2 separate regions of the Macaca mulatta genome follow, and region 1 is linked to region 2. Evidence: chromatin contacts called from public Hi-C data. All regions are on one chromosome and are shown on one strand. Each heading gives the region's core, a stretch centred on a gene start, on an enhancer-like site or on the middle of the called end of the contact. The rest is flanking DNA. Distances are from core to core; before and after follow the strand shown.

What was found. A called contact is a pair of places that touch in the nucleus more often than the background predicts.
Region 1: a Hi-C map of cortical neurons shows a contact between it and region 2, with 3 times the contacts expected there. The contact joins the promoter of MCMBP here to the promoter of TIAL1 in region 2.

What each region holds. Positions count from the first base shown.
Region 1 is chr9:131,971,693-131,978,117 of T2T-MMU8v2.0, reverse strand. It overlaps MCMBP (minichromosome maintenance complex binding protein), which reads left to right and starts at 2,784. Exons shown (of 16, transcript NM_001257663.1): 1 at 2,784-2,857. The coding sequence starts at 2,800.
Region 2 is chr9:131,689,805-131,696,777 of T2T-MMU8v2.0, reverse strand. TIAL1 (TIA1 cytotoxic granule associated RNA binding protein like 1) reads left to right here and starts at 4,855. Exons shown (of 13, transcript XM_028826918.2): 1 at 4,855-5,385.

The sequences.
Region 1 (6,425 bases), core at 1,535-4,034, 280 kb before region 2:
GTAAATTTGAATTTACAATGATTTAAGAGCAGACATTTCCATAGCATATATTTAATTTGCCTGTTACTGGCCATGAAGCAAAAATATGGGATTTCCCCATTTGATGCCAGGGTCTTGGCAACCCTGTCCCCTAAATGAATGAATGGAATGGTGGTAATGTCCTGGATTTGAAACTCAAGTTTTCTCGACTTACCCAAACTCACAAGAAGCAGATGTACAATTTAGTGTGTCAATTAATTACCTTACACTAAGAAATACAAACTACTCGTTTTTTGCCCTGAAGTCAACCAGAATGTCACTCCAAAATGTGCCACTTTGGCATAAGGATTATTTTAATATTATTAATTTAATTATAGTAGTATTATCTTGGTAATTGAAAAGCAGATCCAGACAGTCCCCAACGATGGTTTGACAAGATTTTTTGACTTTATGATGGTGTGAAAACAACATGCATTCAGTAGAAACCATACTTCAATTATCCATACAGCCATTCTGTTTTTAACTTTCAGTACAGTATTCAATAAATTGCATGAGATATACAACATTTTATTATAAAACGGGCTTCGTGTTAGATGCTTTTGCCCAACTGTAGGCTAATGTAAATATTCTGAGCATGTTTGCAGTAGCCTACTGATGTTTGATAGGTTCCGTGTATTAAACACATTTTCAACTAATAATATTTTCTTTTTTCTTTTTTTCTTTTTTTTTTTTTCTTTTGAGACGCATTCTCGCTCTGTCGCCAGGCCGGAGTGTAGTGGCGTGATCTCGGCTCACTGCAACCTCCGCCTCCTGGGTTGAAGTGGTTCTCCTGCCTCAGCCTCCAGAGTGGCTGGGACCACAGGCGCGTGCCACCACGCCCAGCTAATTTTTGTATTTTTAGTAGGGATGGGGTTTCACCATGTTGGCCAGGATGGTCTCCATTTCTTGGCCTCGTGATCTGCCCGCCTTGGCCTCCCAAACTGTTGGGATTACAGGCGTGAGCCACCGCGCTGGGCCTCAACTAATGACATTTTCAATTTACAATGGGTTTATTGGGATGTAACTCCATCATAAGGAGAATAAGCAGAGGAGTATCTGTACAAAACAAGCTCCCTACCCTTCCACTAGTGCCTAAAAGCAGGACATTTTCAAAAGTGTCCCACCTCATCTCTACCAGGGACAAAAGTTAATCACCAGAGACAACTTTAGACCCTTATCAGCCAGAGATGGCACTAGAAGAACCTATGTAACACACTTCACTCACTACCTGTAACTATCATTAGTTTCTCATATTTCTACCTTCCCACTCTGCTGCTTTTGGACACCTCAAACTGCTTTCGTCATTTCTCCACAAAGTTGTTGTTCTTCATTGTAAATGCTACGTAATCCCCCATTCTAAGCCACCTCTTCCAGTTACTCTTCCTTGAGTTTTGCCCATATAAGATGTACATGTTACTAAATTTTTCTCTTGCCAATCCGTGCTTTGTGATAAGGGCTCCAGCGGAGAACCTAGAAAGGTAGAAGGATTTCTCAAGGAGGACTTGAGACGCGGGTTCCGTTCCTTTCCTTCAGCTCCTCAATTGTAGATTGCATTCAGGTCATTCCCCTCCCGTTACCATGCTCTTTTTTCATTGAGTAGATATATCTGATGGGCCTGGGGTTTTCTCAGGTACATTCCAGGTCCAGGGGAAACACAGTTTCTTTTTTTTAATCGGACAGCCTCCTGAACTAGAAGAGGTTCAGAGAGACTCCCACAGTTTCACTCTTGAACTTGGGTATTTTCCCAAAAAGCTGCTATAGTCGGTCTTCGTAGCTTCCTTCTCCAGGGTATCCCGGCGGCGCGCGGTGCAGGCGCCTCGCCCCGCTCCCTGACGGCGGCTGCCAGCTTCCAGACAGAGGCCGACCCGGTGCTCGCAGCCAAGGCGCAGGCCGGGCCCGGCGCGTTTAGAGCTCCCTCCCCTCGGTAAGGAACCGTCCCTGAGCCACAGGGTCTGAGGCGACTGCAGAGGGAGCGCGGGGTCCCCTGAGGTTCCCCTTCTCTAAATGTGCACCTTCCTCAGGGAGACCTTGTGCAGCTGAGGGAAAGTCACCACTCAGGGTTTCGGGCGGGGGGCCCAGATAAAAGAGCTGCCATCAGCAAAAAAAGAAAAAAGCACAAAGAGTAGGCGGGCGGATTTCCAAGGCGATTTCGCCCACTAATTTTGCCCAGAGATGACTCTGAGGTCTCTGAGCTTATGCTTTTCAGCGGTTGTGCAAAGACTCGCTTTGCGCTCTTACAAGCCCACTATGGGAGCTCCCGCTACACGCCGGCACATGGGGACAAACGACAACGCGCCGCCCTTGGAACACAACGCCGGGCCCGCGCTGCGCAGCCTCCAGCGGCGCTGCGTGCCCTTCCTTTTGCCCGTCTCCAAGATGGCGGCGCCGCCGCCGCCGCCCCGGCCCGCCCCTCCTCCTCGCCCCGCAGAGCCGCGCCGCGCCGCGCGCTCCCGCCGCCCCTCCCCGCGCGAGCTCCACCCAGGTCGCAGGCAGCGCGGTCGGCGGCGGCTGTTTCCCGCCATTGTGCGAAGTGAAGGCTAGGGGCCCGTACGCGCCCGCCTGCCCGTCGCCAGCAGCTCCTCGGCGGCCCCACCGCAGCCACCGCTCCCTGAGGCGCGGGAGGCCCGCGCCCCGCCGCTCGCTCTGCGTGGGAGGGCGCGAGCGAGGAGCGGCCGAGCCGCCGAAGAGGAGCTGGGCGCCGGCCGCCCGGCCGCGCTCTGCCCGCGGATCGCCTCCGCCCGGTCCACGCCGGCCCCGGCCCCGGCCCCGGCCCCTGGCGAGATGCCGTGTGGGGAGGATTGGCTCAGCCACCCGCTGGGAATCGTGCAGGGCTTCTTTGGTGAGTGGCGGCGCCGGGGGGCGGGCCGGGCGGGCAGCCGAGTTTGCCGAGACCCGGGGCCGGGCCCCGCCGCGCGGCCCCCACGCGGTACCGCCTCGAGGGTTCGCGCGGCCCGAGACGGCGCCCTGGGGCCTGCACCGGCCTCAGCTGGGACAGCCTCTTCCCCGGTCGCAGCAGGTAGGGGTAGGAGTCGGGCCGCAGGTACCTCCCACCTGCCCGAGTCGCAGCTCGCGAGCCGCCAAGGTGAAGTCGTGGGGCGCGGGCTGTGATTGACGGTCTCGCTCCCAGCCTGTGGCAGGGTCAGGGCCCCGGGCGCAACAAACTCGGGGAGGTCCTCGAACCCTGGGGAGGGCCCGCAGAGCCGCGGGGAGGGAAACCACTTTGCCTGTGGGAAGCCCGCAGGATATTTCAAAACTTCCGGTGCGTCGGGGAGTGCTCACTTGCACAGAAGTTGGTTCTAACTCCTATGTTACCCTCATTCTCTCTCAGAGATAAGATTTAATGTTCATAGCTTAATTTTCCTGTTGGGATGACTTTAGAATCCATCTAGTCTGGATCTGCTCCTGTGCCAGAGCCAGCAAGAAATACTGAGCTACTTGAGTTTGTACGTGGGGCTGAGAACGCTGCGGGCGAGCTTAATAAATTTTGGTTGCGATTGCTGTTGCTACTTTACTGCGAAGAGTATACAAAGAAAAATTTATATTTGTTATCGGTAACTGGGCATTTTGACAACCGTTCCATTCCCCAGTGTCTTTTTGCACGTAATGAGTGGTGGAGTCAGACCCAACTAGAAATCACTGTAGATGGCAACACCTGACTTGTCTGGAGTTAACTTAGAGTTGTAGAGCGGCCTTAGCTTATTGAAAAAACATCTTGGGGTACTAGGGAGAAAAGGCAATAGGAAGCTAAATCATCCTCAGCAGCCAAAACCGACGGCAAACAATGTATGGTATTTCTTTTTTTTTTTTTTTTTTTTTTTTTTTGAGACAGAGTCTCGCTATGTCGCCCAGGCTGGAGTGCAGTGGCCGGATCTCAGTTCACTGCAAGCTCCGCCTCCCGGGTTCCCGCCATTCTCCTGCCTCAGCCTCCCGAGTAGCTGGGACTACAGGCGCCCGCCACCGCGCCCGGCTAAGTTTTTTTTGTATTTTTTAGTAGAGACGGGGTTTCACCGTGTCAGCCAGGATGGTCTCGATCTCCTGACCTCGTGATCCGCCCGTCTCGGCCTCCCAAAGTGCTGGGATTACAGGCTTGAGCCACCGCGCCCGGCCTGTATGGTATTTCTTATAGGAGGGCCTCTTGTGCTCAGGAAGTCCTTATTAATTTACCTATAATTTTAATTAGTTTAGTTATCTGGCTTCCTAGGCTGAAATTAAAGGCATTACGTTAGAAGAAAGCCTGGATAGACGTCCGGACTTAGCCAGTGAACACTGACAGCCTGATGAAGAAATTTAAAACTACCTTCATACTTCAAAAAACAAACAAAAAAAGGCGAATTCACTATATAGCAGTCAAGGGTGCTTTGAGGAAGGGGCATGTATTTCTCCACTAAATCCTAGTAATTTATCTTCATAATAATCCTGGAACTGATAATCGATGCTCAACATAATGGCCCCAAGATGTCAAGTGAAGATTCAATTGTAGCATTGGTTTAAGAGGGTGCAGATGCATAGATACTTTTTAGGAAAAATCCTTCCGAAGTAAAAAGGTTCGGTGCTTAAAGGGTTAAATTTCAGTTACTAATATTAGAAAGTTTGTTTATGAGAAATACCCTATACTCTGATTTTGCTGGATAAATGAGATGATTTCATATTTGATAGAGATTTGAATGTATTTGTGTCAAGTTTTGTCTCCTAAGTGTATGATCCTAAGGGACACATCTCATCATAGTACAGGAAGGATATAACTTAGATATAAAATAATAGCTTTAGAGTATTTTATAAATTCTATGGATTGTTGTGGGAACTTGAAGTTTGTTGATATGCTTCTCCCCAGAATGTCTTGTTCCCATGTATGTTGTGTCTTACAGAAAAATCATGTGTTTGTAGAAGCTATCACTGTGATTATATTGCATATCTTTACCATAACAGCATTACAAGTATGTTTGTGTGATAATGTACAGGCACTTTTTGGTTTGATAGGAAATTGTTTTCCACCCAAATAGGTAATGCATATGTATTGTACAAAAAGAAAAAAAACAGTTCAGTAACATATAGCAGAAAAGGAAAGATCTTTAAAGATCCTTCATCTTCAAGATAACCACTGGTTCGTGGTTGTGTAGTTTATATTCTCTGCATATATTTAGACAGTTTTTTTAAACTGAAAAGTTAAGTTTGGTTGTGTGTTTTATTTTGAAATATGCATTTCTTTTTCTTTTTTTTTTTTCTTTTTTTTTGAGACAGTCTCGCACTGTTTCCCAGGCTGGAGTGCAGTAGCATGATCTCGGCTCACTGCACCCTCCACCTCCCGGGTTCAAGCGTTTCTCCTGCCTCAGCCTCCCGAGTAGCTGGGACTACAGGCACGCGCCACCACGCCCGGCTCATTTTTGTATTTTTAGTAGAGACAGGGTTTCACAATGTTGGCCAGGATGGTCTCGATCTCTTGACCTCGTGATCCGCCTGCACTTCTCAAAGTGCTAGGGTTACAGGCGTGAGCCGCTGTGCCCGGCAGCCTGAGTTTTTCCCTTTCTTATTGTCCTTGCCATATAGTGTTGTATAAACTTACTAACCCTGTCATATGTTTTAAGTTAGATGTCACAGTAATCTAGAGTGTACTGTCCAGGGCAGTAGCCATGTGTGGCTGTTTAAACGTAAATTAATTAATAATTACACAAAATTAAAAATTCAGCTCCTGGGTGTTACCTCATTTTAAGTGCTCATTAGCTACATGTGGATAGGGAGTATTGTATTAGCACAGATCTAGAAATTCCTAACATCAGGAAGTTCTATGTACGGTGCTCATCCAGAGTACACCACTTTTTAGCACGTGATGCTAGTTATTTTGGATAACCAGCTAATCACTCTCTTTCAGGATCTGAATTTGGTCACTGTGTCTTATCCTAGGGGTGGGTGGGTGGGTGGGTGGGTGGGTGTGTGTGTGTGTGTGTGTGTGTGTGTGATGGAGTTTCGTTCTTGTCATCTAGGCTGGAGTGCAACAGTGTGATCTCGGCTCACTGCAACCTCCGCCTCCCAGGTTCAAGCAATTCTGCCTCAGCCTCCGGAGGAGCTGGGATTACAAGCGCCTGCCACCGTGCCCAGCTAATTTTCTTTTTTTTTTTTTTTTTTTTCTTTGAGACTGAGTCTCGCTCTGTCGCCCAGGCTAGGGTGCAGTGTTACAATCTTGGCTCACTGCAGCCTTTGCCTCCTGGGTTCAAGCGATTCTCCTGCTTCAGCCTCCCGAGTAGCTGGGATTGCAGGTGCATGCCCCCATGCCCAGCTAATTTTTGTATTTTTAGTAAAGATGGTTACACCATGTTGACCAGGCTGTTCTTGAACTCCTGACCTAGTGATCCGCCCACCTCAGCCTCCCAAAGTGCTGGGATTACAGGCGTGAGCCACCGTGCCCGGCCCAG
Region 2 (6,973 bases), core at 3,606-6,105:
GAGACCTGACCATTTTAAAATTAAAAGCTTTTGTTCATCAAAACCATTTTATTTTCTTTATTTATTTTGAGATGGAGTCTTGCTCTGTCACCCAGGCTGGAGTGCAGTGGAGCGATCTTGGCTCACTGTAACCTCTGCCTCCCAGGTTCAAGCAATTCTCCCACCTCAGCCACCCAAGTAGCTGGGATTACAGGCACATGCCACCACTCCTGGCTGAGTTTTGTAGAGACGGGGTTTCACCATATTGGCCAGGCTGGTCTTGAACTCCTGACCTCAGGTGATCCACCTGCCTCAGCCTCCCAAAGTGCTGGGATTACAGGTGTGAGCCACCATGCCTGGCATCAAAAGCATTTTAAAAAGAGAGGGACAAGTTACAAGCTAGGAGAAGATATTTGTAATATACATATGTAACAAAGAATTAGCATCAAAAATTCCTAAAAATCAAGAAAAGCACATATAACCTAATAGAAAAATAGGCAAAAGATATCAACGGGCATGTTTCAGAAGAGGAAACACATATGGTTAACAGAATATGAAGAGATGTTCAACTTTATTGATTAAGTAAAAATTAAGACCACATTGAGCTAATACTTCGATTGTCAGACTACAAAACTAAGTATTGAAGAAAATGTGGATCTGCTCACAGAGCCTCCTAAACGATGCTGATGGGAATACAAATTTGTGTATTCACTTTGGGAAAAACGTTTGACGTTACCCACCAAAATTGAGTGTTCATATACCCTGTTACCTGACAATTTCACTTTTAGGTATAGATCCGAATAGATCAAACAAAAGCTCTTGCACTCCCTGGTGGTCTAATGGCTGAGGGGTGAAAGGCTCTTCCACATCTATCACAGGAGACACGTACAAGAATGTTCACAGCTGGCCGGGCGCGGTGGCTCACGCCTGTAATCCCAGCACTTTGGGAGGCCGAGGTGGGTGGATCACCTGAGGTCAGGAGTTCGAGACCACCCTGGCCAACATGGTGAAACCTTGTCTCTACTAAAAATACAAAAATTAGCTGGGTGTGGTGATGGGCGCCTGTAATCCCAGCTACTCAGGAGGCTGAGGCAGGAGAATAGTTTGAATGCGGGAGGCGGAGGTTGCAGTGAGCTGAGATTGTACCACTGCACTCCAGCCTGGATGATAGAGCAAGACTCCATCTCAAAAATAAAAATAATAAAATAAAAAAAGAAAGAAAGGTTAAAAAGAAAGAGAATGTTCATAGCAGCATTATCCACAGTAGTAAAAACCTGGAAGCAACCCAAATATCCATTAATGAGAAATCAGACAAATGCAGTATATTTACACACTGGAATATCATATAATAGTCTAAATGAATGAATGATATCCATAAAATATGGCTGAATCTTATGTATGGTACATTAAGTGAAAAGCAGTCTCAAAAGATTACAAGGACATAATTTTTTCCTTTGTAATAGACTTTACTTTTTAGAGCAGTTTTAGGTTTATAGAAGAATTGTGCATGAAGTACAGAGCTCCCATGTGCCCTCTCCCCCGTTACAAACATGGTTTCCCCTGTTATTACCGTTTTATATTAGTGTTAACAAGTGTATCAATTGATAATTGATACATAGACTTCAGTTAATCATAATGTATCAATATTGGTTCATCAATTCCAACAAATGTACAACTGAGGAACCACTATTGATACATTATGATTAACTGAAGTCCATAGTTTACATTAGGACTCACTTTATGTGGCACAGTTCTATGGGTTTTGACAAATGAATAAGGTCATGTATCCACTGTTAAGAGTCCCATAGTGAATAATTTCACTACCAGTAAAAATGCCCTGTGCTTCACCTAATCATCCCTCTCCTTCCCGGATCCCCTGGCAACCACTGAGTTTTGCCTTTTCCAGAGTGTCATATATAGTTACAGTCGTAGAGTATACAGCCTTTTCCAACGGGCTTCTCTTGCGATATACATTTAACATTCCTCCATGTCTTTGTGTAGCTTGATAGCTGTATTAGTCTGTTTTCACAGTGCTGATAAATACATATGCCAGACTGGGAAGAAAAAGAGGTTTAATCGCACTTAGAGCTCCACATGGCTGGGAAAGCCTCAGAATCATGGCAGCAGCAAGAGAAAATGAGGAAGATGCAAAAGCGGAAACCCCTGGTAAAACTATCAGATCCAGTGAGACTTATTCATTACCACATGAACAGTATGGGGGGACTGCCCCCATGATTCAAATTATCTCCCCCCCCAGGTCCCTCCCACAGCATGCGGTAATTATGAGAGAACAATTCAAGATGAGATCGGGTGTGGATACAGAGCCAAACCATATCAATAGCTCTTTTTAAAAAAATCATTAAACAATATTTCATTGCATGGATGTACCACCTTGTAGGACAGTTTATCCATTCACTTATATCAAGGACATTTTAGTTGTTTTCAATTTGGGATGATTACAAACAAAGCTGCTGTAAACATTTGTGGACAGGTTGTTTTCAGCTCATTTGGGTAAGTACCTAGGTATTATGTTTAGTTTTGTAAGGAACTGACAAACTGTCCTCCAAAGGGGCTATAACATTTTGCAGTCCTACCCACAAAGAATGACAGTTCCTGTTGCTTTACATACTCATCAGCACTTGGTGGTGTTAGTGCTTTGGATTTTAACCATAACAATTTCACTACCAGTAAACATGCCCATTTTAACCATTCTAGTGTGTAGTGGGCATATTCTTTTTATTAAGTTAAAAAACAACTCAAATATACATGTATATACATATGATTTTTAGGACTATATACATGTGGAATAAAACCTTGTAGAAGGAAACCAAGAAATAGTAAAGACAGGATTCAGAAAGATGGTTACCCCAAGCGAAGGCAGGGGTGTGTGTTAGTGTGTGTAGGAGGCATAGCATAGATACAGATATAAACTCGTGTCATTATAACTTTTGAGTGTGGTGGGTTTGTGGCTATAATTAAACTAAATTAATAAAGGTGAGTGAGGTAAACTGAATAATTGTCCACCAAAGATTTCTATGTCCTAATTCCCAGAATTTGGGAATGTTACGCTAAAAGAGACTTTGCAGATGTGATTAAGAACCTTGAGATGAGATCACCTTGGCCCAAAGTAATCACAGAAGGTTCTTGTAAATGAAAAGGGGTGGCAGGAGAATCACAGTCAAGACAGACGATGTAAGCACAGAAACAGAGAGGAGAGAAGATACTATGCTTCTTTCCTTGAAGATGGAGGATGGGGCCAAGAGCCGAGGAAAGCAGGCAGCCTTTGGAAGCTGGAAAAGGCAAGGAACCAGACCTGCCAACACCTTGATTTTAGTCCAGTGTAACTGATTTTGGACTTCTGACTTCCAGAATTGTAAGATAATAAATTCATGTTGTTTTAAGTATCTAAATTTGCAGTAATTTGTTACAGCATCAACAGGAAACTATGACAGTGGGCCAGGCATGGGTTAATGAATTGGATTATAATTAAATACAGTTCTACACCTAGGTCCAATTAAAAAAAAGACAAAACCTTTGAGTGGCTCCTCACTGCCTGGAAGAGAAAGCTCAAATTCCTCAGCATGAAACAGATTCTTGACAACACAGTTCTACAAGGTCCCCTCTAGCTTGAGTTCCCTCCCCACAACCCCCAACCCCAACCTATACATTTTAGCCATGGGTCCTGGCATCTGAGCCCTTTTATTGTTCCCGTGGACTCTCATGCGGCTCAACTCCTTTGCCGTGTCTCTATGAAGTCTTTCAGGTTGAAATTTCCTCCCCTGAAAATTGACAACATAAGGGCTTGCTGCATGGTTGATTCGGCTTTCAAGATTAGGACACAGTGGCACGCACAGGCACCGCCACTTGCAGAGGTCGACATGCACTTAGCACATGTTGGCAGAAGCAACTCTTAAGCTATTACTAACCGGGACAGTTAAGTTCTGGCAATGGACTGAAAGATCTTTCTTCATCGCCACTCTTCACTAAGCTACAAGACCAAGTACTTTCTCCTGAAGGTACTTAGAGGAGGAAAAAGCACAGCAGGAACTGCTGTGGGGGGTGAGAAGACAAATTCTACAGGGCTGCAGAGCTAGTGTGAACATGGTTTCCCTCATCTTCATCCAAAACTGCGTTCCTAGCCCACATGACTGATGTCTGTGCACGTCTCTGCCCAAGGATTTTTTTTTTTCAACTCCAAGAATACGGGGGGAGTTGGGCAAGTCATTATAATAGAGGACTGCTCTTCTTACCCCATTATCCGATGAGATACTGGATAGGGAAGCTTCTGAAACTTGTAAAGCAATTTGCAAGCAGGCCACCTGCTTGTATTTAACAAATAGGCTAGAAATACCTATGTGTGGGGAAAACGCGTCCCCCAAACACCCCAGCCCCTCCGGGTCCCCGCCAGCCCAGCCTCTCTCCTGACTGTCGCGCGAAGCGGCGGTTGACTAACGCGGGTCAGCCGTTCTGATGAACACAGGGGGGCCGGACGGGCCTGCTGGCTCGGACTCCACGCGGAGGCAGAGCGCTCCCTGAGCCGCAGTTGAAGAAACCGCTCTCGGGCTGGACGAAGGCGGAGCAGCAGCTCAGACTGGGCCAACAGAAGAGCCTTACAATGCCTGGAGCAGTCCGAGGACAGCCCCCGGCGCGAGGCACTCTGGGACTTGTAGTTCGCTTCCCAGACAGCGCTTTTTCCCACTTGGTCTCCCCGCCTTTCAATGTCGCTTTTATTCTTCCCTTCACCTCCCAGCCCTCCGACTTCCTGGTCGTCGCACGTCCTCACGTATGACTACACTACCCAGAAGTCTCCTCTTCGTGTCCCAGCGCGGGCGGTCGCCGGCGGTTCCTCTGGACTACAGGTTCCAGAAGTCCTATGCAGAAGTGCTTCCCTTTCTCATTTCCAGGACCACAATTCCCAGAGACTTCGGCTTCACGGCGTTTCTCTTTTTGCCCGATCTCTCCTGGAGCTGGCTGGGCTTCGGCCGGCCAGAGGTCCACAGCGACGACGTGATCCGTCGTGAGCGGGTCCCAGAGTTTCCTCGGCGGCCCTTTTTTCTCTCCCCTCGGTCGTCCCCCTTGCCGGCTGTCGCGGCTGGCCTGAGCAGTGACCTGGCGGGTCGCGCCTGCGCTCTGCCCTGTTTCCTGCCTGGCTGGTGGCGGCGGCCATTTTGTTCATCCTCCTCCTCCTCCTGCTCCTCCTGGTTGGAGCGCAGTGTCCGGAGCGGGCTGGGGGGAGAGAGCCCAAGAGCAGGGTTCGGTACCTTTTCCTCTGTCCCCAGCCGGTGCCCAGAGCCCCCCTCCCCTTCTTCCCCACCCCCTCCCCTCCCCAGCCCTGCCCTCCCCCTTGTCCCGGGATCGCTCCGTCGCACCCACCATGATGGAAGACGACGGGCAGCCCCGGACTCTGTGAGTACCCGAGACGAGGGGTGCCAGGCGCCAAGAGGCCCGGGCACCGCGGGACGCTAAGGGAGGGAGCAGGAGAGACTGGGTCGAAGCCGGGACTCTAGGCGGCTCCCTGACCAGGGCGGCGTGGACGCGAAGTGCATTCCTCATCTGTCCCCTTTTCCTTGGGAAGGAAATCCTCCCTTCCCCCAAACACAGTCACTTCCTGGGGTCTGGGGCTTGTCTCGACCTTTTTCTCTGGCGCCCTTCTTTGCATGCCCTCCCTAGGCCGGGTTTCTGCACGGCTGAGGCTGTCAGGCCCAGGAGAACTCCTGCACCCCCTGCGCGTTGGGCACCCTGGGCTGGGCCTGGAGCTGCCGGTGCCCACGGGGAAAGGGCCTGGCGGGGGTGGGATTGGGGGTGGGCCCTGCGGGCCCCGAGAAATTAGTACTCACCCCTTACACGTCCTCAGCTCTAGTCGCTCCCGGCTCTTCTCCCCAGCTAAGCTCTCGGAGGAAGCAGGATACTCTTTTACCACTCAAGCCCCTTCTCTCTTTATGCCCCACGTGCCCCCGCCCACGCTGTCAGAAACACCCGCCTAGCGCCCGCTACTTTTGAAGTGCATAAGGGATACCTTTTGCTGCCCGAGCATCTTTCCCTTCTTGGATAAAGAAGTTTACTTTGAGCGCTCCCTACGCTAAACTGACAACCAGTTGTTAAACTCCTTTTGCTCTCTAGGTGTTGCCTCTTCCTAATCTGTTTGTGCGTCGAAACCTTCAGAGTTGGCTAAAATTATGTCTTCATCCGCTATTTGATGTGTGTCTTCTGAACGCTTTTTCTCCTCTCTTGCTGTTGCTTTTTACCTGAAGCCCAATCTAATGAATGAATTCTATCTTACAACCACTTAATTCTGGTTTCCTGCCTTTCCCAATGAAGAGTGATGACTCAGCATTTGCATTCCTTTCTGAGTAGTGTGGCACTCCTTCTGCATCTTTTTTTTTTTTGTTTTTAAAGTCTGAATAGTTTTTAATTAAATGTTTAAGTTGGGCATCCTAATTTCCCGGCCTCTCCAGGTTCAGCACTCCTACCTTGAGTACCAAGGAGTCAGATCGCTGCTTTGTTTCTCTTGCCTCTCCTGGTATTGATAGGATCATAGTCCACTTGGCTCTGCTGTCTGATGGGGAAATTACTTTTTGGGGAATAGATAAGGTGGATGGGCACTCGAGAAGTTTGACTAGCTTCACATCTCTTCACTCCTACCAAAGAAAGGATGCTCCTTAAAGAAGACAGATGTTCAATATTGATAGAGATTTTTTTGTGTGTGGCCTTGTACAGGAATAAATGTGTTCTCTAACGTCTCACTAAAGAATCCATCCCGTTTTGAGAATCTGAGGCCTACTGAAGCACATCAAATGCTTCAATGAAATGCTTGTTTAGTAGAACGTCTTTGTGTTTTGTGTTGTCTTCCATTTCTGCCTTCTCTCCCTAGAAGAAAGAATTGGGACACACTTAAAATTTGTCCTTCAGGCCAGGCGCGGTGGCTCACACCTGTAATCCCAGCACTTTGGGAGGCCGAGGCGGGCAGATCACGAGGTCAAGAGATCGAGACTAT